Regions from separate parts of the Sus scrofa genome. Here region 1 is linked to region 2. The links are chromatin contacts, called in public Hi-C maps. All regions are on one chromosome and are shown on one strand. The core of a region is the stretch at or near the end of the contact, and the rest is flanking DNA. Distances in the headings are between cores, read along the strand shown. Region 1 overlaps HMGA2 (high mobility group protein HMGI-C). Region 2 overlaps MSRB3 (methionine-R-sulfoxide reductase B3).

Region 1 (2,704 bases), core at 22-2,521, 510 kb after region 2:
TAGAACTACATTCAACTTGGCTCACCCTGGCCTCTGTTAGCATGGGCTTCGGTGGGTTTTATTCTCTTTTATTGTTCTTTCTTGTTTGTCATTAACACTGTTTCTTTGGACAGTTTTTCTTTTCCCCCTAAACTACTTATTATATAAGAATGCAGCAGCTACAGATTGGTCTACATTTTAATACATCTTTATAAATGATTTCCTTTAGCTGATCTGGTCTGTTAGTTAAATATATATTTAAGACATTAAAAAAAAAAACAACAGAAGTTCCGTATTATGCTTTTCTTAGAATGGATTCTAATTTCTGCAAAATTTGTATTTAAATATTTTCAGGGGAGTTTACACGGGGAGTTTACATCATCCACTTACCCCCAAATCATGATGTCAAGTATAAAACAGTTTGAAATGTTAAAACAGTGATGGAAAAATCTTATGTGGTAATTCTGTATTTGCCAATAAGTTACTTTGTATAAGGCAATGTTAAATAGTCTCATCTCGCTCCTAATTGTGGTATGTGCACAACTATACATCCAGTTTTTCTTTCAAGAAAGCCACATCCTAGGAACCCAGAAAGCGATGCTGAGTTGGTCATTCTCTGTTCCTCTTTTGTATCATTTATAAAGCAGGCAAAACCATTTCTGGCATCCAGTTTTTGAAAACCAAAAAATCCTTTCACCACCGAAGCCCAAACTTTCTAAATCAAATTTGGACCAAAGAGCAAATACTTCTGCCGTTTACAAACCTTTGAAATGAGGGTTTCTCGTAGAATTTTCCAGACAGCCTTCAACAAAGCCATGTCAACACGTGTCTCTACAGCACAATAAATGATACAGTGCTCCCCCATGTATGAGCAGTATTTGCCTCGGGAGGAAAGGCCCTTAGCCTTGAAGCAAGCCGGTTTGTTGGTGCAGGGTGACAGGTGTGCCCCAGAGAGGGCTCTGGGAGAGGCGGGGTGTGGGGTGCTTGTTGGAGGATGCAGGGAGCTGGCCCTTTGCACTTTGCTCACAAGGTTCATTCTTTGCCAGCTCTGGTTTGTGATTTATGGGAGCAGCAGCCCATGGGCCATACATCATCTTCCTGGTCGGCTTTGTTGACACCTTGTCACATTTTTGTGGGCTTGAGGAATTCATTGTTCTTGTTTGAACTGATAAGAACCCAAAAAAAAAAAAAAAAAAAAAGGCAAAAGGAAAAAAATACGTTTTCTCAACTGAGACCTTGGGAAAGGCTGAGGGGGTGGAATGTTGTCATGGAGCCACCCCCGGGCTGCACTTTCCCAAGCAGGGCAACACACGGCCACAGGCTCCTGTCCCAGGGAAGCCTCTCCCTTAGGCGTGCAGCTCCATTTGCCCCTCGTCTTCTGGTTGTGAGGTGTTTCTTTTCACTGGGATGGGACTGGAGAGGGGCTTTGGGAGGGGTAAAGAAGGAGGGAGTTTTCCTTCAAGACCTGGGAGTTAGCTTGACTGAGAGGAGCTGCCAATGGAAGGTAAAATGACCCTGGGCACTGGGGGAATGTAAAACACGCAGTGACTTTTGATGTGAGCCGGTCTCTTCCAAGTTCATCCTTTGTAGAGGGCGCTTTGCAGGCAAGCTGCCATGCCGACCTCTCCCCTTTGATGGTAGCGCCCGTGCCTCACTCAGGATTTTGGCAGCCTGTGCACACAGACTGGCATCCCAGCCCAGCCCTTGAAGACAGCAAAACGTTTCAGAATAGAAACTCATGGGGCCACAGATGGATTCATAGTATTACCTCCTGCCTGTGCAGAGCAAACGAGTGCTCTGCCTATGGTTTTCAGTTTTTTTACCGTCTTTTCAGAGTAACATCTCTGACATCTCTGCTTCCAAAAAATGTAACGGGTTAAACTTTTTTCCATCCCAGTAAAGTAACAGGTCAGATCATCTGGACCAGCTAGCGGGATCGTTAATGCTCCTACTTCCTTTGTGAAAGTAGGTGTTTTCTTTGCGAGCAGCTTAGGGCAAACATAGTCCATTCACTCATATCCTCTGACATCAGCTTCTGCTGATTGGAAGGAGAAGAACCCATTCGCACCCCAGCGAAGGGCTGGGTGTCCAGGGAGTTTTGCATTTTTGCGTTAGACTGTTAACAAGTTCACGTGTCATGTCATAAATCACTTCACCTGGAAGCATCATTCACACATCCCCACTAGGAACCTCATTTTGAACTGGAGCCACAGCTTCTTAAAATGGCTCTCAGCAACCACGTTTCCTGTAGAATGCATATGTACAAACTCCTCCTGGCCCTTGATTTACCAAGCAGTTAATGTCTCGCCTAGAGAATGGGATTCGAGAGTTGACCTTGTGATAATGCTGAAGGCAAATCAAAGCGACCTCATAAATGTACGATAGTAGAGTAATCACACGTTTAAAGTAAGAGACTAGTTTGGGAGAACATATGCTTTTTCTTTTGTGTCCTCTGTCTCGCTCTAAAGTGCTATTTTGACGAACACTTAATTGTCTAAATACAGGCAATGCTGTCAGCCTCGGCCTCAAACCTCTAACACACATCCAGCTTTGAAAATCTACAAGCCCAGTTTCCCCAGTTTCTCGCAACTGCCAGTTCTGCCTTTGCCTTTTTCTTAACTTGGAAGCGACCTTGGTTTCCAGAATTAAGTTTATTGACAGTGTTTCACTGCTCTCTGCTGGAGAAGCCCAAAGCTTAGGTCAGACTTCTAGGGCTCCAATCACT
Region 2 (2,700 bases), core at 126-2,625:
CTCTAAATAGGTATAAGTAGATTGGGTGTAAGTAGACTGTTAGAAATTTCTAATATAATTTTAAAATAAAGCAAATGTTTGCACATTTAAGAAGAGCTAATGTTTAGGAGCATATATTATGTGCCAGGAGTTGTTCCAAGTGCCTTTGACTAGTTGAACTTAGTTAATTAATTTCTTTCTTTCTTTTTTTTTGATTTTTAGGGCCATACCTGCAGCATATGGTGGTTCCCAGGCTAGGTAGGAGTCTAATCAGAGGTACAACTGCTGGCCTACGCCACAGCCACAGCAATGCCAGATCCAAGCCATGTCTGTGACCTACACCGCAGCTCACAGCAATGCCGGATCCTTAACCCACTGAGTGAGGCCAGGGATCAAACCCGCAACCTCATGGTTCCTAGTCAGATTCATTTCCGCTGTGCCATGACAGGAGCTTCTAACTGTTACTTTAGAGTTGAGGAAACTGAGGCCATGAGAGGGCAAGCAACTTTGCCAAAGTAACACAACTCCTTAGGGGCAGGGGCAAGTTTCAAACCCAGGCAGTCTGATCTCATAGATTACACACATCCATTGGATGTCCTATCTTTCATCCACATGCATTTTGCATTTTAGATTAGTTTGTCAAAGTATTTTATTTCATTTACTGCAACCATAAACCAAGCGGAAAATGTTAAGTTAAAAATTAAATTCGTTAAATCATTTCAACATAAAACTATTCCTTTTTCTGTTCTAGAGAAGAGTTGCTCCTAGTGTCACATGTTAGAATCATATTAACTATGATCCTTTTGTAAGAGTATAATATTATGAGTTTGATTTCACCAAGGCATTCAGATGCATGTGTTCCATTCTTTAGAACGGTTTTTCACTTTCCATCTCAGCTGCGTATTTTCAGGGTAGCATGTAAGTAATGTTATAAAATGTTACATTATGCATGTAACAATTTTGCAAAATTAGCTGCTTTTTCTGCAAGCATTAAAATAATTAGGAGTATGTCAAATCCTAACCTATGAAATGCATGCTTTGTGAGATTTGGCAATGGAGAACACTGTGACAAATCATACTTTTTGCATTCTTCAGTGTAAAAAGGCTAAATGCTCTAAAGTAGTCACTTTATTACTCTACTTTGTTGGTGCTAATGTAGCTGAGTGCATTTAAAGAAAACTGGGCAAAACTAATTTGCCACTAGATGGAGCCCTGGCTATTTGGGTAGAAATAAATGCACTACAGTTGGAACATTAAATCATGCCGTCTTATCATGCTGGAGGGCCCCTGGTATTTGAGGCCCTCAGCTTTTAATTGTAGAATGCAGCTTTGTTCTTTGCCTGACCTGCAGAGTGACATCACTCCCTTTCTTCCTGTGCGCTGGCTTTGACACAAGCCAGATGGCCTTGGCCATTGGTAGGCGCACAGGCCGCCTGGTACAGCAGTTGATGAAACAGAATAGGAAGACATTTTATGGTCAGCTGCGGGAGCACAATGAGGCTGCAGCTTTGCTAAGTAATTACATTTACCGTGCACACTTTATTCCTCATAGAGAAGGTCACAAGGAAAAAAATACATTTTTATTTATAGTGTTGTGAGGTATAGACCTTTGATCTTTTATTAGTCAGTAGTCTGCTCCAAAGGAATGCTCTCTTTTCTCTGCTCTGCAGTCACTCGTGAAAATGACATGTTTATTTATGTTTAATGGTTCTTTCAGGCTGTGCATTATGATACTTACCTTCCCTCTTCCTCCCTTTTGTCTCCAGTTGGTAACAGAAAAATGTTTTAGTTTTGTAGTGAGTTTAGTTTGGAGAAGTCAGTGTTTAGGCATGTTAGTACAAGCAGATTTCTGTCAGATACACTGCAGAGTGATTTGGTAAAATATATTACTGTTGATTATGTGTTTGTTCTTTGTGGAGGTCAGAAGAGACTAGGAACAGACTTTTATTTGGGGGGAGGCAAGTGGGATGAGGGTCAGGAAATGAATGAGACATTAATTTTATATCCATTTTTGGACATTTAGTGGTTAAGGTCACTTATAAGGCTAATTTTAAATAAAGTATTGGAGGTGAATAATAACCTAGTATTTTCCACCTTCATTTGAAGTTAATCTTTACCAACTGAAAGATTGTCCAAAACTTAAAAAAAAAAAATTCTAACTGAACTTTTCTTTAAAGTTTAACATTTACACAATTTTGAAATTCTTCCACATGATTCATTTCCAAAAGCTTTAAAAAATACTTTTACCATTTTTTAAGGCTGGGATGTGTGGGTTGTTTTCAGATTGATGTAGAAATTATAAGGAATAAGATCAAATGAAAATGCATAGTCGATATGCCTTCTTTAAACTTATCACTGTTTCTAAAGCGAAGCCTCCTAGTTGTCCTTAGGTTATTTGGCTCTTTATTTTTTTAAAACGTGAAACTCTAATAAAAGAAATCTCTTCATCTTACAATATGTTGCAGTCTTCTCCAGGGAGGGAGATGTGCAAATAATTGCTGGAAGAAGGCCGCGTGTTGGGAGGAGAGAGCGTAGCTTCATAGTGAGATAGAAGAAGGTTGTCTAACCCTTCTTTCACTAGCTATTCGCTCTGTGTCCTTGGACCTTTGAGATTTGGCTTCTTCACACATGGATAGGGAGATAAAACCTATCTCCTCAGTTTATTGTAAGAATTAAATGACATAATATCTGTATATTTGGCCCCAGACAGTTCTTGTCACT

What was found. A called contact is a pair of places that touch in the nucleus more often than the background predicts.
Region 1: a Hi-C map of embryonic fibroblasts shows a contact between it and region 2, with 5 times the contacts expected there. A contact is called at or near these places in 4 of 47 Hi-C or Micro-C datasets (embryonic fibroblasts, fetal heart ventricle, heart right ventricle and 1 more).

What each region holds. Positions count from the first base shown.
Region 1 is chr5:30,243,895-30,246,598 of Sscrofa11.1, forward strand. All of the region lies in intron 3 of HMGA2 (high mobility group protein HMGI-C), which reads left to right. All of the region lies in intron 1 of LOC106507220 (a long non-coding RNA gene), which reads right to left. Among named protein-coding and RNA genes, the nearest start is that of HMGA2, 57 kb to the left of the region's middle.
Region 2 is chr5:29,729,011-29,731,710 of Sscrofa11.1, forward strand. The region is part of intron 1 of MSRB3 (methionine-R-sulfoxide reductase B3); the gene reads left to right. Among named protein-coding and RNA genes, the nearest start is that of MSRB3, 35 kb to the left of the region's middle.